Regions from separate parts of the Mus musculus genome. Here all the other regions are linked to region 1. The links are chromatin contacts, called in public HiChIP or PLAC-seq and Micro-C maps. All regions are on one chromosome and are shown on one strand. The core of a region is the stretch at or near the end of the contact, and the rest is flanking DNA. Distances in the headings are between cores, read along the strand shown. Region 1 holds the start of Fgf9 (fibroblast growth factor 9). Region 2 has its middle 5.4 kb from the start of Gm25614. Region 3 has its middle 12 kb from the start of Gm25614. Region 4 holds the start of Il17d (interleukin 17D).

Region 1 (6,859 bases), core at 2,873-5,372:
CACCCCCACATCCCCGGCCCGGGCCGCAGCCTTGCCCCGCCGAGCTTGCCAGCAGCGGCAGTCACCTGCGGCGGCTCAGGGGCGGCAGAAAGCATTGGCCCAGCACGTTTCCTTCTGCCTTTCCTTTTCAGGTAGAAAACGCACCTTCTATTTTAATCGAGGTGTAAACCCACCCCACCTACAGCTACTCTAAAACCCAGGGAGAAGTCGAAGTCCCCCGGGAGGAGCCAAGGAGGCGCGGAGGCCATGGCTGCGGGGAGGGGGTGGAAGGTGAAGCGGCAGTGGCGCGGGCGCCAGGTGCGCCCCGCAGCCCCTCCGCCCCGCCTGGCTCCGGGCCGCCAGGTCCTAGCGCCGCCGTAACTCCCTGCGGGCGGGGCTGAGGAGGCAGGGCGCGGAGGCTCCCGGCACACGCACGGCGCTGCAGAGGTTGCTAATATTGGGACCTGCCGCAGAAGCAGCAGCGGGAGACCGCGGCACTGCTGTCACCCCGGGGGCCCGCTTCTCACTGCAACCGGATGAAAGACTTAAATAACCCTCCTTCCCCACCCCCACTGCGCACAGCCGCCCACTCAGCTCCATCCGAACGAGGGTGAGTGGCACCGCCAAGAACCAGGCGCGCCCTTCCCCCCGCGGCAGACACCGGGCCGACCTGCTATACTTGCACTGGGGGGTCCCCAGCATGGGCCGGGGCTTCCGCTTCCCTCCTACCAACACCCCCCCCCCCCACACACACACACACACACACTGTGCGGAACCAGAAAGTAGAGATGTCACTTCCTTGGCGACACATTCTCCAACCTCTAGGATCGGGGCGGGGTGAGGAGGTTGGGGCTTTTTGTTTGATAGTCTGGGTTCTGCGGCGGGCGGTACCTGCAGTCCTTCTTCGCTGACCCCTGAACGCGCGCGCTCCCCGCCCTTGCATCCTAGCACAGATACTCAGTATCTGATGTATCAAGTGCGCGTGGCAAACGTCCTATCTTAAAGGTGACTACTGCATTTTTAAAAAGAAAGAAAGAAAAGCTGGGAGGTGGGGGCGAAGGTACGTGGAGGGGTCCGAAGTGTGAGGGCTATCCAGTGACCTGGGCCCAGTTCTGAAGCACCCCGGGTTGGGACCGGGAAATGCACACAATAAAGGTGGCTTTGGCTGGCCGCAGCGCCCCTGCAGCCCTGCGCTCCGAGTGCAGCCGGCCTTCTGCTCCTGTGAGACTAGATCCGGATGCCTTCCCTAGGCTAGTGGTTAACAATAGCATGCCACCCCCTGCACCGCCTGCGAGGCCCTTTGTCACCCCCACCCCCACCCCTGCTACTGTGGCCTCGCCTGGCCAGGGGCCCCCGACCCACCTCCCAGACCCAGCGGAGCCCTAGGACTCTCCCAAACCCTGCTGCGCGCTTCAGAAAGAAGGGGGTGACCCTGCGTGAGACCGCAAAGCTCAGTTCCAACCTCCAGTCTGTCCTCGTCCCCGCCACCAACTCTCCGGCTGCGGTGCGCACCTCCAGCGGTTCCCACACCGCACACCACCACCGCGCTTCCTCGGGCGGCGGCTGTCAGCGCCACCAGACCCGCACTCACACACAAAGAGAAAGCAAGGGGACTGGACAGGGGCAAAAAAGAAAAGTCGGACACCCGACACGCGACCAGAAAGGTGTCGGTCCCTGTCCTCCCTCCCCTGAACCCCAGCGGTCCCCGCAGTACGGAGGGGCGCACAGGAGCACCGTGGAAAGGGAGTTAGAACCCGAGCGCTCTTAGGACCGCGCGGAACGAGAGCGACGCGGGGCCGGGGGCTGAGCCCGCACCTGCCGGCCCGGAGCGCGGGAGGACCGGGCTCCAGCTGCCCCGGGCATCAAGCGGGCTGCCCGGGCATCAAGCTGGCTGCCCTGAACCCTAGGACACTCGATCCCCGCCGCCACCGGCCTCCCGCTGCTTGGCTTGCTCCAGAAACCCGGCTCCGTAGCAGTCCTTAAGGTGGCCAACTAGACAAGCACTCCAGTAAAGTTTAGTCTTCCCTAGCGACAGGCAGGCAGCAGCGGCGTTTACTTACGGGGTGGTGGGAAGATAGTTAGGTTAATCAGGTTAGCATTCGAAGGAATAATCGCAGCAATGAGCTACACTTTCTGTTTTTAAGCAGCGAGGGGGACACAAGTCAAGTGGGGAAAATTGACTGGGTTCACTTTTGAGCCCAGCCTCAGTAGTGAGCCAAGGGGGAAACCCTGGGCCTCAAGAATCTAGACTATCTTCATCCAGGCCTGGACCCTCCTCACCTCCCGGCAACATCCACAGACCATGAAGCTAAACACCTAGTTTAGATTTCGTTCAACATCTGGCATTAAGGCATGAGGAAGAAAAATCACCACAGGACTTGGTTTTACGACCTAGTCTAAGTGTTGTCAGGTGGGTTCACTCAGGAGTTAACTCCTTCCAACAGTCTGGTTGCCCAAACTGTGGATTTATTTTTTCTTTTTTTTAAATAAGGGGAAAAACCTAGATTCCACACACCCCGCCCCCGCCCCAACGCCAGGCAGAACTGTGTTCGCTGACTTAGCACTGCACCACTGAAGGTGCCCCGCCAGGCACGTGTGTGGAGGCACGAAAGTGGGCAGAGTCCCCACCTGAGTCTGCAGCCTTCGGTGCTGAGTCACAAGTACCCTGCTCGGAACGTGAAATCTTCGGAATGCCCTTTAAAATGAGCCTGCAGCTTTTGCAAGCGCACGCAAACACTCACACCAGAAAGCCACTCAGGAAACCCACACAAGGCTACACGCTGTGGAAATTAAAAAGCGGAGGTTGGGAACCAACGGATGGAAGAGCCGGCACCCCTAGTGGGATTTCCGCCCCCACTCGGGTCAGTTTCCCCAGGGGCTTCTGCCCCGGATGTTTCGGATCTAAAACACGACTTCAGTGCTTCCCCCAGATCACCCAGCAATCTTTGCCTGAGAGATTTCAGACCAGCCACCGGGAATAAACGACACGCTTAATTTACAATTCAGGCAGAATGCTTATTAGAGGAAAAGGGAAGGGAGAAAAAAAAACTTAATTTGAGCAAGATACCAGCTACCTACAGGAAACTGGATGCAGTTTAAAGTTCTTAGTGGTTAAAGCTTTAAACTAATGGAAATGGGTCCGTTTAAAAAGAAACTTCTTAAACCTTATCGTCTCACATATCAAATGAAAAAACTTGGGCTTTGGGTTATATTCATACTCACACTCACACACCCTCCTTTAAGAAAAATAAAGAAGAAGAAAAAGAAAAGAAGGGCCTTCTGAGGGTGAAGTTGCACCAATGCCAGACGCAGATCTGCAATTCCGGAGGCTTTTTCCCCTCCCTGGGCTGGCAAGATACTCAAAGATGTGGGGGGCAGGGGTTATGAATATGAGAATATAGCCCTTCGAGCATCCCCGCCTAACCACCACCTTTCTGGTAGTTAATAATCTGACCGTGTCAGCGCGTGGACAGTGAGGGGTTAAAGGCATACCTACCGAAGCGGCTGTGGTCTTTCCTGGTTCCCTGGATAGTACCGTTGGGGAAGATCTCTAAATGAAATCCAGTCCTGCAGTACAGCTGCCTCCGCCTGAGAATCCCCTTTAAATGATCCAAGTCCGTGACTGCGGGGCCCCGGGGCAGCCCCCCTGCTTCGGACTGACCCAGGTGGTCACTTAGCAACACCGGACTGTCCACCGGCAACACCGGTACGTTCCCGAACGGTACCGCGTCCTGCACACCGAAATAGCTCCCAACTTCACCTAAGGGAGCCATCAGAGGACTCGGCTTTTAAGCACAAGAATAAACAATAATGATGGTATCAACCAGGAGACACTAGGCGAGGTATATCCAACTCCCCTCCCTTGCCGCAGTTGCAGACAGAGAGGGAAAAAGGGTTCTTTTCTTCAATCCATCCGATGCATAAATAAAAGTAATCGGCTGTTTCTCTGGCACAGGTTCAAGGTCAAACCACTGATAGTCTAAGAAGCCACCACTTTATACTCACACACTGACATTGATCAACACAGCTATGCATCGCTACATATGGAGCCTCGACTCTCAGCAGGCAGAAAGGTCTTCATCCCATCCGACCGTAATAAGGGAAAAAAATCCGTAGTTTCTCCATTTGCTTAGAGATCAGAATGACCATAGCAACGTAAGTGCCTGGGCGATATTACAGGGATTTTTAAGATGCTCGGGCTACGTCAGAATTTACGGATCCTGACTCCAGAAAGGCATGCGCTGTTTTTACTCTCTAACCGACTCTGCAGACATCAGCATGAATCCTTCAAGGGGAAAAAAAAAATCTCACGTTGGCGGCGGCGACAAATCTCTCCTCCCAGTCCCTCCTCCAAAAAATAAAGATAATATAACAAAAAGAAGGGGGAAAAAACTTTCGGCGTCCAAAGCTAGTATCCAGAACGCTGCAGAGGCTCTGCGGAGGTCCAGCGGCTTGCAGTGAGGCGAGCGGCAAGCGGCGGGCGAGGACCGCGTCCCGGAGCTCGCGTGCTGCCCGGGCTGCCGCGAACAGGTGTCGCCGCGCGGGCCGCGCAGCGCCGTGGCCGCGGAGCGCTCCTCCTGCGCAGCCCCCGCCGGCGCGCAGAGTGGCGCAGGCGGCGGCATTGGGCCGGGTTTAAGGTAGCGCGGCGGCCGCCCCGCTCCGCCCGGTCCTAGCGCCCGCCCTGACGCTCGAGCCGCTCTGCCGCAGGCCGGGCACAGGCGGGCAGAGCGCGGGACTTCTCCGGGAGGACGACCTAGGAAACCCGGCTTTAGAGACGCCGGAGACGCGGTGCCAGAGACGGGAAGCAGCAGCCCGAAGACATTCGGCCACAAGAAATCTAGCTTGCTAGAGACGCAGGGTCAGAGGGGAACTGAGAAAGCAGTTTTCGCGCGGACTCTGTAACCTTGCGTCGCATTATAAAATAGACTGGGAGGGAAGGGTTGGTGTAGGGAGCTTGGTTGGACAGGGCAGTTTCTCTTTCATTCTACAGCCAGACTTACAGACGCGCAAACAATATTGCAGGTAAGACAGTTGGGTGTGAGTCAGATTCTTCTCTCTCTCTCTCCCTCTCTCTCACTCTCTCTCTCTCTCTCTCCCTCACACACACACACACACACACACACACACACACACACACACACACACAAAACACACACACTGGTGGGCCCACACTCGGGTTTGTTAAGGGAATTCTGGTTCGCATCTTTGAGTTGTTCGGGTCCTGCCTCCCCCCAGGTTCCCGCGGCTAGGAGCAAAGGGCACCCAGGGCGCCTGAAAACAGCCCCTGTCCTTGAGTTCGACTCACGCCCCAGATCTGAGTGTGCGTCTTCAGGGAGAAGGTTCCAATGAGTTCTCTCTCGCCCCCAAACAAAGCTACTCAGGACGGGCTTTGCCACCTTGAGCTCTACTTTGCCTGGAAGTGAAAGGCTCGAGTTCCAGGGTTGCTCCATGGCCCGAAGCTCTCTGCATAGCCTAAGAGCCAGACAGGAGCCGCCGGCTGGGCACGGGCGCTGTTCGCTGCTCAGGGCTCGCTCGCTGCCGCGGGTGACTTGGAAGCCGGAGCTCTGGTCCCGGGCCAGGGCTTTTGCTCGAGGCCAGCAGCCTTTGAGCCCAGCCCCATGCAGGGACAAAGAAACGCACTGCCCAGGGCAGCCAGGGGCAGGGGCCGCCGGTGGCGCTGTACGCGCCCAGCCACCAGCCAGCACCCCGATCCGCTGAGCGCGGCGTCCCCAACACAAGCACTGTCTCCGCAGCCCGCCCGAAGGCCTGGTCGTCGCCCCCCCCCGCCCCCCCCCCCCCACGCTCCTCTTTGTTCACATTGTCTTAGACTCTCGGGTCAAGATGGTGAAAGTTGCTAAGACTTGAGCGCAGCTCCCGACGGCGTGCGAGAGGGAAGCAAAGTCCAAAGACCAGAGCCCTGCAGTAGAGAAGCAAATAAAAGGCTTTTTTCTGGGGGAGAAGTCAGCCTATGGCGGCGAAGCCCTGGGGCTGGCCCTACTCCGACCAGAGGGTTTCGCCCCAAAGACGGAGGAAGCAATGAATTTGCAGATTTCGCTGGCGTTGGAGGTGCCCATCCCTGGAGCGACCTTCCCCTGCCCCCGGGATTAGAAAGCGTGCTCCCGCAAGGCCCCAAGGGAAAAGAGTGGGGCCAGGTGACCCTCCCCTCTGTCCACTCCCACACCTCTTTGCCGCAGTCTGGGGTCATCGGGAGTCCGGGCACTGGCTTCTTGAGTCTGGCTTACAAGTTTCCACTGCAGAAGAACCCTGCTGTGTGGTATTTACAGCAGTCTCATCCACGGTGTTAGAGAGCAGGCTGTAACGCTAACTGCCTAGTGGCAGATACAAGAAACTGGGAGGAAGTGACACTTCTCATAAACCATTAGAGTAGCTCGCATTAATCACCCCAAGTCGCCAAGGGCCGTGGATTAAGCAGGGGCGCTGCCTTTGTACCCTTTGGGTACAAAGTGCCAGGTTGATTTTTTTTTTTTTTTTTTTTTAATGGTAGAAGCGATCGAGAGAATGAAATGCAGACAGGAAGGCACTTTGTAAAAGGATGGAGAACAGGGCGCAGACATTTCCTCCAAGGCAGTTTTTCCACCAACTGTCTCCAACCAAGTCTTTTCGGTCTGAATTTAGCCTCTTAGCCTATGAGCAGAGATCATTTCCGCCTTTGAGTCTTGAAGCATCCTGTCCCTTTAAAAGTGATGCAGCAGTAGGAGAGAGTAAAGTAGCTGACCCAGCACTTTTGTTGGTAGAAACTGCAAGCAGCCCTTCGCATCTCATTCCCACTACAGTTAGTTTAGCTCCTTTCATCTGCATCCCTAACTCTGCCTGCAAGCTGCTTTCCTGACTCCCTGCCTCTTTGCTTGCCCATCAGGTT
Region 2 (6,859 bases), core at 1,601-4,100, 580 kb before region 1:
CTACTCTAAGAAGCTCATCAATAAACTCATTTCATTTTTGGAGTAAACTTTGTGAACCACTCACCTCCTGCTATCTCCATTTTGCAGAGAAGGCAATGGAGGCTCAAAAGACATTAAGGAATGTATCAGTATCACATAGCAAGAAAATGAGTGGCTCAAGCCTGTGCCATCTGATGACCAGGCCTTGACCATCACGCAGCACACCTCTTGCCTCTGGAGCTTCACTGCCACAGAGCCACACACAACCTCATTTCCAAATGAGGTTTGCATGCAAACCCTAGGTGATAAAGAAAAAGTGCTGCTTAGAAACCAAGTTCTCTAGAAAACCAAAATCAAGAGCTAACTGAACCTAACCACAGAAACAGGGCTGTCAAAGCCCTCTAAGGGACTGCCAGGGCATGAATGGGGTTTGTAATCCACAAGAAAAAAGCGAGATACTGCAAGTTTGCCTTCTGCTCCTGAGTGCTCCTAACCCTAACCCTAACCCTAACCCTAACCCTAACCCTAACCCTAACCCTAACCCTAACCCTAACCCTAACCCTAACCTTAACCCTAACCTTAACCTTAACCCTAACCACTTATATAACTGGCCAGTAGCCAGAGAACTACTTCTTGGCTAGGTGTCTGATTCTACTTTACTCTAAATTAGCCTTCCTTCTCAGTTTATAGAGCGAGAGAAAGGAAATATGTGGCTGTGTTCTCTAAACGTTCATATATATATATATATATATATATATATATATATATATATATATATATGTGTGTGTGTGTGTGTGTGTGTGTGTGTGTGTGTGTGTGTGTGTATGCTATGTAATATATGTGTGTTATACAACATTTATGTTTATAAGTTTTATATATAATATACATGAATATATATATATATGAATCTTTAGAGAACACAACACAGCCAAATAGGTGGCTTCAGCTGGAGAGCAGCCAATTGCCCTTGAGGCCTATGGCTTTGTGGTAGATTCTTTCTTGGATTTGAGACAAGGGCTGTGTGAACAATGGAGACACACATGGCTGATTCAGCAGGTCTGGACAGAACCTTCCCAGCACCATCGCCATCAACTGCTCTGTAGAGTGGCTGAAGCCCAGGGAAGTTCCCTTCCTCTCCTCAGTAGATTGACTTCCACTCCCAGTCACTCAGGGAGGGTGTCTTCAGCTCTGCTGTCCAAGTTCCAGGGGCAGGCTTTTCCAATAAAAGCCCTGCAAATGGCTGATGTATTTCCTCAGAATTCCTTGGCTCCACTCTCAACCCATTTACTACAGCTTTTAGCTCTAGTTAGCAACAGAGAGAGCCCTGAGCCCTTGTCTGGTGCTTGTGCACCTACCCCACTGTTCATGTTGTGCTTTCCCCAGTTAGCTAACAGTGGACACTTGATGCTGGGAAGTTTCCATTAAGATAATTGATTCTAAGACACCATCCCCCAATAGCTAATTAAGAGGAGAGCTGACCTTTTAAGAGAGTCCTCCCGTTTGTAAAATTAAATCAATCATGGTGATAGAAATTCTTCAGGACAAAGTGAAACTAAGAATTTTGGACCATCTGGAAGGATTGGTTGTCTTGGGGTCTCTTAAAGTACCTCACATAGTAGACCACTTGCTCCTGGGCTCTACACAATTCTATATTGTAGGCTCCTTCTTGGATCTCAATTCTGTCTTCTCCTTTGTGCATTCAGAAACACATATGCACAGGCACACATACACACACAGGCACTATACATACTTACACATACACACACATGTACACACATACACATGCACATACATACACATGTACACACATACACAGGCACACACATACACTCACACGTACACTTGTGGGCTTCCAGACACACCTAGTCAGGCTCTGTGCTGTGAAAGGTTAGCAGTTTCCACCCATGACAGTTATCACCTTTTAAATGCACTGTGGTGTGTGTGGCAATATATACTGTCATTTTTCTCGGGATTTTATTTACTGCTGAAGAATTTCATCTCTTTATCCTACCTGACCTGCAAAGAAACCCTTAGTACCCCCTCCTGAATCAATGTAAACAAAGGCTTGCTCCATAGAGCAGTGAGCAGCCACACAGTGTCTTTATGCCTTCTAGTCCCCAAATGGGGTGGGGTGGGTGTGGAGTGAGCTCTGCCTTCTGCACAGGCTGGCTTGGTGTTACTCACAAGGTGAAATATCTTCTGTATATTGCCTCAGTGAGCTAGTCTACCACCCTTACGACAGGCCTCCCAAGGAGCCAGCTCTAACCCAGCCTACCTAGTCAGGCCCCCCCAGGAGTGGGAAAGGAAGCCCCAAGGGCCTGCAGAGCTGGGGCTGGGAAGTTGTCTTCCACTTCCCAGTGAGTCAAAAATAAAGCAACTGTTGTAGGTTTAGTGCCTTTTCTTTCTTTCTTCTTTTAAGTTCAGGGCAAGAGGGGAAAGAGCTAAGTAACTTGATCTTTCCTAAACCCCACCCCTCTCCCAGTAATCAGGTAATATCCATTACACAAAGAACCGCATGGGCTCCTCAGCCACAATACTGCCCATTGTTTATGCTTTAATTAACTTCTGTTTTACTGATTTATTTAAAAAAAAAAAAAAGTAGAAGAAGAAGATGAATTAGCCTTCCGAGAGGGGTTGAGTTATTGCAAGCTGAAACTCCTCATACCTATCTTGGGAACTTCAAAGAGTAGCCAAGTTTGTTTATGTGCAGGAAATCAAATTAGCAAGACCATTACAGTGGCTTCATGGCATTCATGGTTGGGCTGGTGAGAAGCAGTAATTGGAAAGTGCTCCTCTGTACCCCCAGCCTGCATCTCAGGGGTTCTAAGCACTTTCCCAAGGCGAGATGGCTGGCTTGCTAATGATTGAAGGTTTGCAGGGACCTGGCTGCATTGCCCCCTCACACACTGAAATCCCAGCCACTTCACAGGAAAGGGTTTGAGTGATCCAAAGAAAGGTGAAGACAAAGGTTAAATTTGGGAGGGACTCCCCCCTCCCCCAGTGTTGTGAATGAAGACAATCAACTGGAAAATAAGAAACGCATTTGAATATGTGATGAGAAATGAATTGAAGAATTCAACCCAAACAAATGCTGCTGCTTTCAAAAATAAAATCCCACAGCCTGTGGAATATGTACTGGGGATCTAAAGACTGTCTGACCACAGTTTAGGCAACCCAGAAAGGGAATAATTATAACTATGTTTGATGGCAGCACATCCTCTTTCTACAGCGGCCATACACAAGAAAAAAAAATAGTTATTTTGGACTGTTCCACTGCTCAGAGGGAGCATTTGTGTTGAAGACTTAGAAATGATCTGGCAAAAATCACAGACCCTGATTAATAGCTTTGTCCAAAAGTTTGTGTGCATGAAAAATTTCATAAAAGGATGTGTTCATAGGAACCCTAATGTAGCCTTCGAAGGAATCAGAGCTAATAAAATAAAACAAAATATGGATCCAATAAAATAATCACAAATTCAAAAGTCTTTAGCTCTTTATAACCAGAAAAATAACTGCATTAAATTCACCGCTGCCGGTGGTGCTCACCGCTGTCAGCATAATGTCTGTTAAGCTGGTGCCAGAGCCATCCTTTGAGGCATACTTGGAGCTCTCCAAAACTCTCAGGTGGCAAGCTGTAAAAGGGACTAAACCAGAACAGAAAATAAACCTTCTAAGCACCAAAGCATAAATTAACACACTGGAATCCTGAGTTGTTAAAAGGAACTGCTCCTGGACTCCTCCAAAACAAACCTCTTCCTGTGACACGGAAACACGGAATTCAGTGTCCCAAGTGTCTGTAAAGCATGGCCAAAATGCCAACCATAACGGAAGCACCCAGACCTTAGGCTTCCAGGTGATACAGCCCTTAAGGGCATTAAGCTGTAAGAGTCTGGTCTCGGTACTGTGTAGAAGAATTTTAATTGCACCTAGACATGGAGCTGTTCCCAAGGTGTCCTAGAGAGTGGCTAAAGAAAACTTCTTGAGTAGCTTCCCCTCTCTTCCCTTCTGGGTTGTAACAGGAGGGTGTTGGGACTGAAGGTAGGGGTGTGGCCCTGGCTACTCTACATTTAACTGTGTGACCTCAAGTAAATTATACAGAGCTTTTTCATCTATAAAATGGGAATAAAAAAAAAAATCTACCTTCTTTTCAGGGCAGAGATGAAAAGAAATGGAACTGAAATCCTGCATCCAGCCAGGATCCTGTATTAGTGAAAAAAAAATCTGAATTTGTAAAGGTATTTTTATCCTGCCACTGAAAAACTAAATTTTAAAGCTGATTGTATAAAGAATAAAAGAAAGCATTTTCTTAAAGATTGATTTTATTTATTTGTGCATAAGTGTGTCTCAGTGAGTGTGTGTGCATGTGTGTGTGTGTGTTTGCTTGCCTGGGTAGATATGCACACCTGTGCTTCACAGAGGCCACAAGATTGCATGGTATTCCTGAGTTGGAGTTCTAGGCTTACTTCTGGGTGCTGAGACACAAGCTCAGTGTTCATAGCTACCGAGACATCTTTCTAACCCCAGAAACATTTTTTAAATTAACAAATCACTTGAGTAAAAGAATTGAGTACCTATCTTACAGTTATTTTATAAAACCAAAAGTTTCAATGTTGATATTTAAATAGCTATTATGTATTGTGCTAAGGGTGTGAGACAGGAAATGACCCTTGTGTCAAAAGCCATATTGTTTATTATCCTTTTGTTAGTATTTGAACACAATACAGTCACACTTTCTCAGGTAATTTTAGAAGGAACATATAAGTTTATTATTGAGACACTAGAAAGATAATAGATTCCTATCTGATAACTTCCAAAATGCAGGCTGGCTCTGGAAGGCATCCTTTATAGCATTATAAAAGAAAATCGAATCGTAGGAGCAGGGTGGCTGTGGTGGCACGTGACCTTAATCCCAGCACCTGGGGGCCAGAGGCAGGAAACTCTTTGTGAGTTGAGGCCAGCCTGGTCTACAGGCCAAGTTCCAGGGCAGCCAAAGCTACACAGAAAAAAGTCCTGTCTAGAAAAGCCACCCCTAAAAAAAGGAGAGAGAGAAAAGGAGGAAGAGGAAAAGGAGGAGGAGGGAGGGGGAGGGGGAGGAGGAAGAGGAAGAGGAAGAAGAGGAGGGGGGAGGAGAAAAATAAAAGCTGGAAAGAAGGATCAGTGATTAAGAGCACTCGCTGCTGCTGCAGAGAACCAGAATCCTGTTCCCAGCACCAACATCCGGCTGCTCACATTCACCTATCAGTGCTCCTCCAGGGAATCTGCCATCTTCTCCTGGACTTCCTGGGTGCCTGCAAGCACACGCACATGACACATATAAACATGTACAGATGCATAAATAAATAGATAAATAGATAAATATAGATCTACATAAAAATTAAAACAGGAAATAGTTGACTCCTGTGGAGGAAGAAAATGAGACTAAATAGACTCAAACTAACCATGACCTGGTATGACAGCTAGCTAGCTTAGATACCCAGGTCCTGCCTAGTCTCAAACATCAACTAGTTAGGACTTTCCTCATTTAAATGGCAGGATTCGCACAAAGAAAATTGAACTGTCAGAAGCCTTCCTGGTCCGTAGCTTCGGGCAGACACTCTTCTTCCTGCTCTATCTCTGGTCTTGGCAAAGGGTCTGAATAAGCTCGATTTTTCTCCTCTGTTCTCACAAACGAACACCTCAGTGTCTCTCAGTCTCCAACCACATAGACTGGGATAAGATTTTAGCATTGACCAATAAATCAATGATTTAAGCATTGACTTATTCTTAACTGAAATCACTTGAATTCATTCTGAATTCTTAAATGGGTAAACACACATTTTTTTTTTTAATAAACCATTAGCCTAGTTAACCCAGACTTAGTAAAGCAGACAACTACTTTCAAAATCATACATTAAATTTAATAATAAATAAATAAATGTGCATGCAGATCATGACCAATCCCAAAGAACAGTTTAACTGCCTGCTTTAACAAATGATAAAACATAGAGTATGTCCCTGTTGCTAAATAGCACTAAAGTGTTTCTTGTACAGTTGCACCTCATTAACATGCACAAAGTGATGTCATGTCCGCTACCATATGGGAAGAGAGGTCTGATAAGTTTCAGAAATTTGCCCCACTTCACAATGCTCAGTGGATTTTCCAAGTTCAGGGGTGCCAAGTGTTTTGGTTTTTTTTTTTTTTTTTTTTTTTTTTTTTTTTAGTGACTATAATTTCTTGGATAATTGTATCCATTTTATGCATACATTGTATAATACACACATCTGTCCCCATCCACCTCCCTATTGGACCTCCATCCCACTGTTGCCAATTCCTGCTTCTTGCTACTCTTTCCTTGTTTGTGACTTTTTGTTTTGTTTTGTGACCCACTGAGTTTAACCAGGGCCATCTGTGGGACCAATAAGCATGGAGCTAACCAATGGAGTCTGGTGGCTCCCACTGGACCCACATCTGAAGAGATTCCTCCTCCCTTAAAATCTTCAGCAGCCCACAGTTTAGCAGAGAGGGATAGGTCCCCATGAGTTCCTCTCTGATTTATGACTGGCTTTAGCAGGTCCAGTCTTCTGCAAGGCCCACTGCAGGCAGCTACGACAGCTGTGAGTTTATGACTGCCAGAGGGCAGCAGTTTAGTGGTCTTCTTCCTGTCTTTCTCTTCCTTTGACCATGGAATCACTCATTTATCATCATTTACTTATTTAACTTTGTTCCATTTTCAGCTGTCAATTTTCCAATAGAGGAAACTGAAGCCATTTGATTCCTTATTGAGGACTGATTATATCTTTCAACTTCTCCTGCATTAGTCAATAAGAGCTTTCTCACAAACATCTCAGACCAAATGAAGTGATCACATAAAAACCACCTAGAATAATTTGCATCTTATTT
Region 3 (6,859 bases), core at 2,853-5,352, 570 kb before region 1:
CTATATCTATCCATTTACATGTAAATTTCGTTACTATGTAAATGTACCACAGTTTTGTTATCCATTCATCAGCTGATGGGTACCTACGTTGTTTCAAGTTTATGAGTGTTATGTATAGAGTAACAATGAACATGGATGGCTAATGTCTCTACAGTAGGATGTAAAGGCCTTTGAGTGTATGCCCAAGAATGGTATAGCTGGATCTTGAAGTAGATCTCCACCCAGCTTCCTGATGAACAGCCACACTGATTTCCATAGTGGCTGCACACATTTGTACTCCCACCAACAATGGATGAGTGTTCCCCTTCCGTACATCCTTGTCATTTGTTTTATTAACATTGACCATTCTGACTCAGGTAAGATGAGATCTCAAAGTTGTTTTAATTTGTATTTCCTTGATGCCTAAGGATGTTGAGCATTTCTTTAAATGTTTCTCAGCTTTTGAGAACTTTTGGAAACTCCATTTTTAATTGGGTTGTTTTCTTGACAAGCAGGTTTACTTTGTTCTTTGTACATTCTAGATACTAATCTGCCAGATGTATAATTTATGTAGATTTTCCCCATTCTGTGGGCTGCTAGTTTGTTTGAGCAATGATGTCTTTTATGGTACAGAAATGTTTGGCCTCTTGAGGTACTATTCATTGATTGTTAGTCTTAGTGCCTCAAAATTGGAAAATGTGCAGAGGAAAATATACATGGGAGCATCCAGCCCTAGATAGCATGGCTTTATCAAACCTCTCTCACCAAACTCAGATTATGTAGAGGAAAGATAAAATATTATAAGAGCCCAAGGTAGTGCTTGACTCCAAGAAACAGCATCTTTTAGATTCAACAGGGCTAATACCTATATGAGCTCTACCCTGAGACTGTGACTGTATGGACAAGAACTATACAAGTGCAAACCACACAAACCCCAGTACAAAGAAGTGGGAGTGGTTTCAAAGCCCCACCCCTAACCAAGATGTTGTTTGAGAATGACACCTCCTGGCAAAGGGATAATCAGTTTCCCCCAGTAAAGTCTCCATGGGCATAGCAACCACATAATCTAACAGTCCCAGTGTTCAGGAATAGTTGGCCAACACAAAACAGAATGTGTGCTTTTGTGTGCTTTGTTTGTTGGCTTGTTTGTTTAGTTGATTTGTTGAATTAAGTTGTTTTAATTTTGTTTTTTATTTTATTTTGGGGGGAACTTGTGTAGGGGAAAGACTATGATACAAATACTGTATGAAAAGATGTAAATAATATTCATAATAATAAACAAAGATAAGAAAGTGAGCATGAAGCATGTGTTCTATCTGAGGATAGTGCTCTCTTTGCCTTGTGCTAGCATTGCTGTGAGGAGATGGGGCTCACTGCTCACTTGCTGGGAAATGGCTCAATAAACACCTAACTCTGCTCTTTTACCTGTGGTTTGTTTATCCCATAGCCATTTTTTTTCCCAATAGGCTGCCATAGCACATTTGTCTTGTTTGACAATTAGGCATCTAAATTTTGGGATCGAGGCATAGTCTTGCTTGAGTCCCATTAAATTCCACACCATCAGACTCATCGTTTGAACCTTGCATACTCTTTCCTAGTCTCTATTTATTCATCCTGTGCTAAGGTATATCATAACTTCATTACGCTCATCGCTCTACCTACTTAAAGAACATCTTAAGACCTGGAAAGACACAGTGGTTCCTGACATGAGGCTCTGATTTCCCAGGGCACCGAAAGCTGACTAAAGTAAATAACTAGCTGTACTTTCATAGCTACACACTCAACTCCCTGATACAATGATAAGCTCTTGGGGGCCACAGTAAAGTCTATGTATGTTCCTTTATTCCGCACAAGTACTTATGTGCAAACTGATTTGCCACTGAGGACTCTTCAGTCTGCTGATGAGATGGCTCTGGACTTCCTTCAGTGGCTTTCCCAGCCATGCTTGCCTTGTAAAGAATACAGTTCACAGCTCAGGTCTGGACACCTGATGTCTCAGACCCAGAGAATGGTGCTTGGTTCGTGCTGTGTAACTAAGTTCTGCCAGTAGAGTCATCTTATATGCCTGTTAATTAAGAGAAAGCCCTTTGTCTAGTCTTTCTGGGAACAATCCCAGGCAGAACAACTTTGTCAAAACAGACACATTTTCATAAAGTGTTCACCAAACTTTTTTTGTTTTGTTTTGTTTTGTTTTTTCGAGACAGGGTTTCTCTGTGTAGCCCTGGCTATCCTGGAACTCACTCTGTAGACCAGGCTGGTCTCGAACTCAGAAATCTGCCTGCCTCTGCCTCCCGAGTGCTGGGATTAAAGGTGTGCGCCACTATGTCAGGCTACCAAACACAATTTTATAGCACCCATTTTTCAACATTATTTTAAACTGCAGTGCTTCCAGACAAAAGGGTGTTCCCACACAAGCGAGTGATCGCTATTATCTGACAATTCCCACTTTTGTCACAAGTGCAAAGTGACACAATGAATTACGTGCACTAAGGATTAGATTTGAAGCGCCCCCCCCAACACACACACACACACACACACATACACACACACACACACACACACACACACATACATATGCTCACATGCTGAATGCCTAATCTCCGTTTAACAGTGCTATTTAGGAAGCCTGTGGAACCCTCTACAGGTAGGGCCTAACCAGACCAAGTGTTTCACTGGCAGCAGAGGGTGGGGCTTGAAGGCTTATAATTCCCCCTTCTACTGAGGTGTGAGGAAGGACAGAGTCCCACAGCCAAAAGCCACCTGCTACTTTTGTTCCCTTCTGTGATGATATATCCTCTCAAACCATGAGCCAAGATGCATGCCCCCTGAACTCCCAGTTAAGGTGCTTTGTGGGTCCTTTGGTCTCATTGATAAGAAACATTACAAATGCAGAGTAAGTTTGCAAATGAACCACATAGTCTCTCAAGGATAAAACTTTTTTTTTCATAGATCTAAAAACATGAAGTTTGGGAATAAATATGTTGACATGAGCAATGCTTTGGCCATAAATTACTCAGTGGTAGGAAGACAGTCTCAGTCTCCACCCTTACCCAAGTTACAGTAGACTGAATATTTTTCTGTTCTTCCACCCAAAACTTCAGGTTCCTTTGTATTTTTTTTTTCATAATGGTTCATCATAATGTGGGCATTTCCAGTTCCCACTTCCATTTCTTATTGTTGGCGTTACAAGTGTACCCAGCTTTTCACATGGGTGCTGAGGATCTGAATTTATGCTTGCAAAAACCTTTACCACTGAGCCATCCCTCCGGCCCCCGAAAACTTAGTTTAAAGTGGAATCCTTGCTGCGGTCTCAGTCCCTACACAGCAACACTTTGGTTCTTAATGTAAAACTTGGGCCTATATCTTTAAAAACCATGTCCCAGCCCTGCTCCTCCCTGCCCCCCCCCCAAGCTGCCTTCCCACAATTACCCATGTAGACAAGAAGCCTGCAGACAGAGTACCCAATGTCTGAGTGTACACCTTCCAATGTATCTTTTAATGTGAAGTCCGTCAGCCCACTTAGTAGGCCCTCTACCAGATCTCTCCTTAATTAATAGACTTGTGAATAACCACAACTGCCTTGTGGGACATGCCAAATACTAAACAGATGACAGAGTCACAGCTAGAAATCTGCTCGACACAGGGTGCCTTAATTTAAGCCATACGTAGTAGGAGGGAAAAATCACAGCATGGCAAGTACTCAGCTCAATGTATAGCTCTTGGTCTGTTTCAACTTATGTACATCGCTGGCGTGTAGAATGTAACAGTCAGAGTGAAAGCGATGGTTCTGATTTATAGCCACCTGTTAGCATAAGTCTGACCTGAACAAGCAAGGCAGGCACCGTAGTCTGAAAGGGAATTCTGCCTTTCGTTTGTATGGGGGGAATAGCACCCACTGGTCGAAAGGCTATTAAACTTCGGCTGGGCCAGGGCCTCAGAGGTGTCCTACTATGTGCCAGAGAACAGGTTAGTGCCGATGGCTGTCTGTTTCATGTACAGCCCCTAGTGCCCCACCACTCTCAGCTGGCCCAGTTTATGGATGAACCCCATCTCCTGGGCTGCAGGGAGGGGCTGGAGTGACGGGTCCTTCATTAGAACCTGGCCAGAGGGCAGCTCGGATCATAAAGGACAGCTGTCTAATTGGATGTGCTTGTGTGTGCTGTCTTAGCTTTTACAATGGGAATAGGCTACCCGGCCTTTCTAATTAGATTGTTAAACATAATAGCTGACTGGCACAGCAGTAAAGAATTTGCCCTTCTCTTTGTAAGAGCAAAATAGGGCTCAGGAAAGATGCAGGATTTTTCCAGCCCGTTTCCCCCATCATTGTATCTGATGGTAATGAGATGGAGTGTATTTCTTTTTAAATGCTCCCAAAGGCAGACAGGCCAGGTTGAAGTTCGAACTAAATGCGAAAACACACACAGGCAATACAGTAGCCAACTCCGGCTTCCCTCCAGCCTCTTGTCATCCCTAATTGGTGTCTTGTTGGTTGTCTTCAGTGAAAAAGCAAGAATTAAATGAGATTGGAAATTGAATTACCCCGTCACCCCTCAAGGTGGTCTCCAGACCTAGGCTGCGAAAAATCAGAGGAGCAGGGTAGGAAATGCCCCCATGTAGGGAATATGTCCTATTTCCCAGAGTCCTCTGGGAGGCAGCAGGCAGGGGGAAGAAAGAGGAAGAGAGAAGAGAAGGACATCACTGTCCCAGCAGTCTGCAGATCTTGTAGTTTTGGAGGCTTCCCAGACCCTCAGAAATGGCATCATCATTTTCAGCTCCCTAGTTTTTTCAAAATACCACATGCGCCTCATTTCGAGACTCCTTGTCACCCTGTCCCACCTTGGAAACGCCTGTCAGATGCTCTGAATGACTCCGGTTTCACACTTAGATGTGCTTATGACTTAGATCCCTCGGGTAACATGAGAGTTCACTGGACCGCTGTTTTGCACAGGAAAACAGGATGGTGTGGAGCAGCTATGGCTGCAGATGTGTGGTGGCCGTCACAGCAGTGTTCCACAGAGCTAGAATGCCACCATGACCTTGGTTACTCATCAGGTTGTCTTTTTTTTTTTTTTTTTTTTTTTTTTACAAACTGCAGTGTCAGAAGGTCTTTCTTCAGAGGCTGGCATACCAATACCATGGCCCCATAGCCCACCCTCCAGTACATTTTGGTACCAGCAGGAAGAGAGAGACAGAGAAACAGACAGAGAGAGACAGAGAGAGACAGAGAGACAGGGAGACAGAGAGAGAAACAACTTAAATGTTCTCAGGAGTACAAGCAGAGATTCCAGCCAGCAGGACCTGGCGGGTCACTACCCCAAAATCAGGTTTTGCCACTTAAATTTTATTTTGATGTCCTTCTGGAGGGACATCCACCTGATTGCCAGGAATATACATGATAAAAAGAACGAGCATGTGGGCGAAAAAGGGACTGTCTTCCTCTCTGGAGTGTTTGAACCAGTACTTGATCCCCTTCCTCTGTCTATTGACTGCCCTCCCTCCCTCCCTGACTTTTCCAGAGCTCAGAGGTGACTGAAGAAGTAAATTCTACTTGTAATCTTTGTTCACTCACTACCTAAGTTCTATCTTTTTCTTTACACTCACATTTTGCTGGGCACACCCTGTCACCAGAGGCTCATCTCTGTCTGACTTGTTTGTTCTTTATTAATTGCAGCCTGATACCTAGAGTTAGGACATCTGTCTGACTTACCCCAGCCTCCCTGTGTTCTCTGTGGGAGATACACTTATTGCTGTCATTTCCTAGCCTGCTCCTTAAAGCGGTGCCCTTTAATGCTGTTAATCTCTGTGTCAACCCTTGGGCACTGTACCCATCTGCCCATTTTCCATAGCAACTGTATGTATGTATGTATGTATGTATGTATGTATCCTTACCACTTAACACAGCCTTTCTACAGTGGTTCCTAGTGAACGCTGGTGCTCTGAGTCCCCGTAGCTGTTTTACAGCTCCCCTGACCTCGGTTCTTATAGTTGAATTGTTGATCAGAGATGGATTGTGCACTTTGCAATACATGAAACCTTGGGCTTAGTCTCTGCCCCCAAGAAACCCAAAGGAAGTGAAGATCTCATCTTTGCAAAATCACTTGGGCTTTCTTTCTTCCCAGCTCCATGCAGAGAAGACTGGAGGAGCTAGAGGAAGGGATTCAGCAGCTTCAGACCTGGTACAGCTGTCGCAAAGCTCCCCCTGCTCTCTCTCCCTAGACTCTGTGTTTCTATTGCACATTACGGAAGCTTGGGGTAGTGAAGAAATGGGGCCTGCTGACATTGTTGCAAATGAATCCTGCATAGAACAAATGATAAGTCTACCCCCCCCCAATCATGAGAATAAATAGCTATAAAGTTTTATTGAAGAGCCGCAATGGCTTCTTTCATACAGCTTGCAGATATTTGGCAATTGAACCATAAAATCGGCAGAGACATTGACCCTTGTTCCAAATCTTTGAATCAGAGAACTAAGAGCCTGCAATGGGGACACTTGTGCACAAGTGTGATTGTGCAGCCAGGGAAAACCCAAATATTGGCTTTGTTTTGAAATGGGAGTCTCTTCTGTATTCTGAGACTATGCGATGTTTCACATTCCAGACTCTGCTCTGCACACAAGGGTGACTTTCTGCCAGTATTCGTGGAAAATGGCTTAAAAGGCTCCGAAACTGAGAAGTGGATTATGTCAGGGGCTAAAATTACTTGAGAACTTTTTGATCGTACGGGTTTTGGAGTATGATCAATTTGACATGTGTCCCTAACGACACGAAGATGTGTGCGTCCATACCCCCAAGATAAGACGTGATGTGGGAGTGATGGAGTTACTGCCGGGGCTAATCATGTTTTATTTAGTTTAGGACAGGTGTTGAGAATAATGTCTCAA
Region 4 (6,859 bases), core at 2,429-4,928, 550 kb after region 1:
GGAGGTGAGTGACAATGGAGGAAGTGCCCAGAGAGGCAGGAACCAGGGCTGGCTTCAACAGCATCTGCAACAATGGCCCTGCATGGTCCCCTGAAGCCTAGCTTCCTTCTAGTCAGCATAAGCTACCTGACCCCCATTTTCTCACAGGGCAGATGGGGGTGATAACTCATCACTGCTGTGAAGACTGCATGGGATAAACAAGGGGCCTGAAGCTATGTGATCTTCGAGTGGTAGATGGAAACTGTCCCCCCTTCAGTCACCTCAAGTATGGGGGGGGGGGTCACCAACCACTTCCCTCCCTGCCCCTTCCCTGCTTTCAGATGTGGCCATGGAAGAAATAAGTTCCTGCAGCAGGACCAGCTTAACCTCCCATGTAGGATGCTGAGTGGAGGATCTCTAGCCTCTTTCTCCCTCCCTCCCTCCCCCCCCCTCTCCCTCCCTCTCCCACATCTCGAGAGTCCTTATCACCTGTCCCTCCCAAAGGCAGTAAGACTCAACAAGCTCGACTTAACTCCATCTTCAAACATCTTTTACAGACTATGCCTTGGTCAGAACCGTAGGAGACATGCCTAGAGGGAGAGGACTTGAGACTTGCTGTGTGTTACCTGTGTGTGTTTTGGCCAGCCTCAACTCCAACACTGTGTCCCTGTACAGAGCTAGGATTTGTTACAGAGGGTCCCCTGTATGGGCCCACTTCCACGTGGGTGGAGCTGTGAGAAGGGATGCACCACAGGTGGGCTTTGCCTGAAGAGCAGCCAGGTCAAGGGCTGGGTACCTGGGAGAGGGGCTGCTGCTCAAGGGAACTGATAAGATTGGCCCCAGCCTTGACCCAGGACATAGTTCACACCCCTGATGCCCCCTCACCCCTTCCTGCTACTCAGCCAGCTACTCAGCCAGCCCTCCCTTTTCAGTATCCTTGTTCCTGTCTCTTTCCACTCTGCCGCCTCAGCTGAGGCCCTCCTTGTCTCCTGGAAGCACCGCAGCATGCCTGCTGGGCCCTACATCTCTTACTTGCTACAGTTTGTAACTTAAGTCGTCCGTCACCCCCCCCCCACCCACCCCCCCCCCGTGGCAAAGGCTTGCTCCTCAGGGTGCTGCTATTGGAAGGTAGTGGCGCCTTTGAAGGTGAGACCCAGCTGCTGGAGGCCTTTGGGTCACTAAGTGTGCACACGGAGGAGACTGTGGTACTCTGACCACTTCCTTTTTCTCTCTTTCTCGCTTCTCAGTAATGAGGTTTTGCCCACATGCCCCTGATACACTGTCACCTGGTACCCCACTAGAAGCCTAAAGCAACAGGTCTGCCTGATCATGGACCAGCATCTCTAAAACTGAGCCAACCCTTTTTTTCTTTTTCGCTTTATTATCTCAGCTGTTTGTTTTTTATGACTTATTTCCTTACTTATTTTGTGTATCAGGCGGTAACCTTGTATGTGGAGGCCAGAGGACACTTGCTTGGGGTCTATTCTCTCTTTCTATTGTGTGGGTTCTGGGAATCAAACTTAGGTCCTTAGGCTTGCCAGCAGGCACCTTTATCTGATGAGTTAACCTGTTGGCCCAGGTATTTGTTACGGTAAAGGCCAACTGACTAATAACATCTTCTCTGGAATACAGGAGGGGATCACTGTACAGCTTTAGAAATCAAGAAACATGTACTTCCAACACTCAGAAGGATCTCTGTGGGTTCGAGACTAGGTTGGTCTACACAGAGAGTTCTAAGACAGCCAGGGTTACATAAGGAGACTCTGACTCAAAACAACCAACCAAACAATATGTTACTGGGGTGGGATGCAGCTTGGTGGTGGAACACTTCCTAGAAAATCTGAGGCCCTAGGTTCCATCTCCAGCATGACAAGACAGACAACCACAAAGCCCCTCTGGTAGCTCTCTGTAGACTCGACATTATTCCTCTCCTCTGCCCACACAGCCCTTACCTAGAGTCCACCCCCATCCTGGAAAGGCTCTCGTCCAAGGTGCCTGCCTATCTTTCTCATCTACAGGGTGGAGTGAGGGCTCCCTCATCCGAGCTACTTATGCATCCTGTCACGGGCATCTGCCCAGGCCACTGTGGCCACGCTCCACATCCCCATGCTTCCCTTGGACATGCTCTTCTTTTGACACAACACCTGGATTGGGCCATCCTCAAAATCTTGCCCATTCTCCACAAGGCCTGAATGTCACTTTCTCCTTCAAAGGGGTGTTCTCTTCCTCCCTCAACTTCAGGCTACCTCACGCTGGAAACTTTGCTTCTCATCTGAGGTTCTATCCCCATATTAGTTTCCCCAGACACTCTCTCAGAGGGCGTGCCTCTTAGCTCTCGGCGCCCCAGCACTTCTAGATTACACTCCTACAGGCCTCCTGTAAAAAAGGGTCATGTGGCCTGGTTCTTCATGGTGTATCTGGCAGAGAATTGGTATTTATTGCATAACAAATACAGAAGCAGCATTTCTTCAAAGATCGTGACAGACCTTTGTAGAAACCAATCGCTCCCAATTTAGTTATACCATCTGCCTCTCCTAGCCCCTCCCTGAGCTCTAGGACCAGTAGACACCCGCCTTACCTGGCCTGCCCCCCGTGGTTCATCCCAGTAGTTCCACCCGGCCCCACCCATCACCTCCGTCCGCTCCTCAGACCCCGCCCCTCGGGCACTACACCATCTCCATAGCACCACCCGACCGTCTTGCCACTCCCCTCCCGCTCCAGCCGATCCCACCCGATCCCCCTCACGACCCCTTCCTTCAAGCACCGTCCACCTATACCGCTCCAGTGGCAGCCGGGCCCCGCCCAGGCCCCACCCGACCCCGCCCACCACGTGCTCCGCCCCGCCCCTCGGCCCCGCCCTCCAACGGACTCCACCCTGCCCCACCCACCTGTTCTGCAGGCCCCGCCCCTCCCCTCGGGCCCGCTCACCTGTACGCCCAGGGCGACACGCTGCGCAGGTTGGTGGGTGGCCGGAAGCGGCGGTCGGCGGCCCTGCCCCCGGCCGGGCAGCTGGCATTGCGCGCCTGCTCGCGCGGCCCGAGCTGCAGCGTGTGGTGGAAGGCGCTGAGCACGCCGGCCGCCAGCCGCCCGTACAGCTGCTCCAGGAGCTCCTCCGGCCGGTCCGCGCAGTCCCGCGGCCGCGCCGGGCGCCTCCCGGTCCTCAGCGCGCCCGCCGCGCGGCCCGGCGCCAGTGCCAGCAGGAAGCCGACCGCGAGCATCCAGACCTGCGGGACAGGCCGAGCTCAGCGTCGCGGGACCCGCCCGGCGCTCCGCACACCGTGAGGCCCTCCCCGAGCATGGGCGCCGCGCGGGCCGGCCCCCGAGCGCCGTCCCCGCCCGCCCGCCGCCCGCGCGGTCCCCGGGGCCCGGCCCGCCGCCGGCCCGCGCGCCCCCGGCCCCCGCCGCCGCCGCCGCCCAGAGCCGGAGCCCGCGCGGGGGGCGGGTGCGGGGCGCGCGTGCACGTGTGCGTGTGCCTGCCGGGCTGCTGCGCGGCGGGCTGCGAGTGCCTGTGAGACGCCTCTCCGGGCCGTCCCGCCGTCCTCCCCCCGTCCCTCTGCCCCAGCCCGGCCTCGGCCATGCCTCGCCGGTACCCCCGAGGGCGCTCACCAGTGTCCCCAACATCGCGTCGCCGTGATGCTTTCCAGACTTGTTAGGAGGGGGGCTGAAGGCTCTTCTGCGAAGTAAATAAGGGCGCCGCACACGCGGGGCGTGTGGCCTGCGGGCTGGGTGTCGCCCCTACAGAAGTGGACTGGCGGTCCGCCTGGCTGGAGGAGGAGGAGGTGGTGACTGGCCTCGACGCCTCGGCACGGACCAGTGGGGCCTCGGGGATGCAGTCGAGAGGCCGACTTTGGCTCAGAGGAAACGGATTTCTCTAGACATTGAAGCGGTCCAGGAGCTGGACAGGCCACTTGGAAATGAATGAACTCCAACCTAGAAGGACTCTCCTTCTTGCGACCACTTCCTCTTCTGGGATTTCATAGTTCGAAGAATTATACAAGAGATTAAAAAACAGTTATGTTCTGTTAGGCTAGAAGGAGGCTGTTTTCCCTTAAATACTCATAAAATGACTCCATGCCTCTTATTCAGCTAAGGGCCGAGTAATAAATACCCTCCCCCACCTGACACATGCTGTAAATGGGCATCTCTTGGTCTAGTTTTACAGTGTTGGAGAACTCAATCATGGTAATTAATTGTGTGAGCAGACATGTAAAATGAGCCTAAAGTTCTGTGAATAAATTAAGGGGAATCAGCTCAAATGAAGGACTCTATTGAATCTGAAGAGAGCTTGCTCACTTACTTGTTCATTATTTAAATGCCTTGCTTACCAGGCATCCAGCTAGTGAATATGATTACTTTTGAGCATTTACGCTTTGAGAATAAAGAGAAATGGCTGAGACTAGCTGAACGCTTTTTGAAAGTGTGCAAAATATTTTTTTGACTCCCTAAAACGGCTTGCAGCTTTGGGTTTTAACCAAGTTGTAAACCAGTGGTTAACTGCGTTTCAGTTCTGCTATGCAGAAAAACACTTGCCTTCAATGTTTTAAAACTGAAATACTTTGTAGCGGCTCTACCTTTAAAAGTCCCTTCAAACCTTACAGCTTAAAACATTTTACAATTCCTAGTAAACACATTTGGGTTTATGAAACACTTTGACTCGCACATAAATTGTTAACGTTGTCTCCTTCCTAGTAAAAAAACGGGAATAAAGACATCAGCACTCAAGTACTACTAATTTTCCATTTGAAAGGTACAGCGTAGGAGTATTTTCGAGGCGAGCTTGTCATTACCAGAGTTCCACGGAACTACTCACTGTGCTAATCAACAAAGTACCTTCCAGTGTCTGACCAGTTTGTGGAAGCCTCCAGTTACTGAAAACTTAAACTGAGTAGAGCATAAGATTCATTTGTGATTAAACAGGGGAGCAAAGGCTATAAATAGGTGCAGATTAAATAAAAAGTTCCCAGATCTGAGCATTTTATGAAGATACAAACATGTTAATAATTATTCCAGACTTGAGGCTGGGGAGATGTCTCGGTGGGTAAATGGGTTGTTGTGTTCTAGGGGTGGCCCAGGTTCTATGCCTGGGTCCCAAATAAAGGTGGGAGGAGAGAACCCACTCCACAAAGCTGTCCTCTGACCTGCACATCCATCCATCTTGACCTGCATGTGCATTGTAGTGTGTGTGCTATCACACACGTGACTTTTTACACAATTCTAAAGATATTTTAAAGATTAATCCAGTTACGAGCACTGGCTGTCTTGCAGAGGACCTGTGTTTGGTTGCTAGTACCAAAATGGTGGCTCACAGCCATCTGACACTAGTTCCAAGTGGCTTCACTTGGCTGTTCCAAGTCTAGCAAAGCTGCAAAAGCAATCTTTCAGGTGCCCATGAGGCTAGAAGAGAGCATCATATCTCTTGGAATTGGTATCACAGGTGGGTTGTAAGTGGCCTATTAGAGTGCTGAGAATTGAACCCTGGTCCTCAGTGAGAATGATGGCCAATGTTAACCGCTGGGCATCTCCAAAGCTTCCAAAGCCAGTGTGGGATTGGCTCGTTCCATCCTGACCTTGGATTTCTGAGTAAGGTGCACGTGCAGACATTTTCTCTCCTCAGAGGCTCCTCACATAGCAATCCGCACAGCTGCCATGCACCCAGCTCCTCCCATTCATGGAGATTTTTAGCACTTGGACCTTTCATTATGTGTTCTGCTTATTTTTGTTTTGTTTTGTTTTTTCGAGACAGGGTTTGGGTTCTGCTTCTTAATCCTGCACCATCAACCCGTACTGGTTCTGAGTGCCCACTTGCAGTTTCGTCCTCCACCAACCCAGTCTGATCTTTGACATTAAATTGTGTGGCCATATCCAAGGTCTCCTCATCAGAAACAGCTGACCGCATCCTTGGATCTGATTCCAGTGATCACCCATGTCCTGTCCTGCACCTCTATCTTCAGATCATGCCGTTTTCCACTCACATCGAAACTTTCCCTCCTCATATCTTCTCGAGTCCAGTTTCATTGCTCATCTTTATTATCATATTCTTACAGTCCTTTGGTGCTCCATTATTCTGCAGTACTTGTCTGCACTAAGCTCTTTAAAAAAAAAAAATCACACATGGTTTGGGGAGATGGCTCAGCCACTAAAGTGCTTACTATACAAACATGAGGACCAGGGTTCAGTCTCTCGGAATCAATGCAGAAAAGCTGGGACTAGCATCTGGCTCAGATTAGCAATTTTTTTTCTGGTTTGGAGAAATGTCCTCCAAGGTCTATGTATACAAGGTAGTCCCTGGGGCTCTGTCCTTGAAGGGGTAAACCCTGAGATTAATGGGGCTGTTCCACCATGATGCACTTCCAGTATTGTGATAGTGTTCTATATTCATATATCTGTCATAGTATTCTAGGCTCCTATGTTCTGTCATAGTGTTCTATATTCATATGTCTGTCATAGTGTTCTAGGTTCCTATTTTCTGCCTTAGTGCTCTATGCTCACATGTTCTGTCATAGTGTTCTATGTTCATATGTCTGTCATAGTGTTCTGTGTTCACATGTTCTGTCAAAGAGTTCTATGTTCACATGTTCTGTCATAGTGTTCTGTGTTTGTATGTCTGTCATAGTGTTCTGTGTTCTGTCATAGTGTTCTATAGTCATATGTCCGTCATAGTATTCTGTGTTCACATGTTCTATCATAGTGTTTTGTGTTCATATGTTCTGTCATAGTGTTCTATGTTCACATGTTCTGTCATAGTGTTCTATGTTCATATGTTCTGACATAATGTTCTGTCATAGTGTTCTATATTCATATGTCCATCATAATGCTGTGTTCATATGTTCTATCATAGTGATCTGTGTTCACATGCTCTGTCATAGTGTTCTATGTTCAT

What was found. A called contact is a pair of places that touch in the nucleus more often than the background predicts. HiChIP or PLAC-seq counts read pairs in DNA pulled down with a chosen protein or histone mark.
Region 2: a contact with region 1 is called in an H3K4me3 HiChIP or PLAC-seq map of embryonic stem cells, with 3 times the contacts expected there. The contact joins the enhancer-like site here to the promoter of Fgf9 in region 1. A contact is called at or near these places in 4 of 39 promoter capture datasets (the C10 cell line, cranial neural crest, frontonasal cranial neural crest and 1 more), 2 of 484 Hi-C or Micro-C datasets (nephron progenitors and uterus), 12 of 115 datasets of contacts at active chromatin or transcription factors (bone marrow-derived macrophages, craniofacial prominence, embryonic forebrain and 7 more) and 1 of 9 other capture datasets (embryonic stem cells).
Region 3: a contact with region 1 is called in an H3K4me3 HiChIP or PLAC-seq map of neural tube, with 5 times the contacts expected there. The contact joins the enhancer-like site here to the promoter of Fgf9 in region 1. A contact is called at or near these places in 5 of 39 promoter capture datasets (cranial neural crest, frontonasal cranial neural crest, hippocampal neurons and 2 more), 9 of 115 datasets of contacts at active chromatin or transcription factors (bone marrow-derived macrophages, cardiomyocytes, craniofacial prominence and 6 more) and 1 of 9 other capture datasets (embryonic stem cells).
Region 4: a Micro-C map of embryonic stem cells shows a contact between it and region 1, with 4 times the contacts expected there. The contact joins the promoter of Il17d here to the promoter of Fgf9 in region 1. A contact is called at or near these places in 3 of 484 Hi-C or Micro-C datasets (LSK cells and embryonic stem cells).

What each region holds. Positions count from the first base shown.
Region 1 is chr14:58,069,949-58,076,807 of GRCm38.p6, reverse strand. Fgf9 (fibroblast growth factor 9) reads right to left here and starts at 4,122. Exons shown (of 3, transcript NM_013518.4): 1 at 3,476-4,122. The coding sequence starts at 3,752.
Region 2 is chr14:58,652,397-58,659,255 of GRCm38.p6, reverse strand. No RefSeq gene overlaps it. Among named protein-coding and RNA genes, the nearest start is that of Gm25614, 5.4 kb to the right of the region's middle. Within about 2 kb of position 2,850, at least 35 of the 459 cell types and tissues checked have an H3K27ac peak or open chromatin away from gene starts, as enhancers often do. A contact at or near this core is called in craniofacial prominence and embryonic stem cells, where this site is marked.
Region 3 is chr14:58,635,319-58,642,177 of GRCm38.p6, reverse strand. No RefSeq gene overlaps it. Among named protein-coding and RNA genes, the nearest start is that of Gm25614, 12 kb to the left of the region's middle. Within about 2 kb of position 4,102, at least 12 of the 459 cell types and tissues checked have an H3K27ac peak or open chromatin away from gene starts, as enhancers often do. A contact at or near this core is called in craniofacial prominence, embryonic limb bud, neural tube and 1 more, where this site is marked.
Region 4 is chr14:57,521,648-57,528,506 of GRCm38.p6, reverse strand. It overlaps Il17d (interleukin 17D), which reads right to left and starts at 3,678. Exons shown (of 3, transcript NM_145837.3): 1 at 3,586-3,678; 2 at 2,908-3,203. The coding sequence starts at 3,600.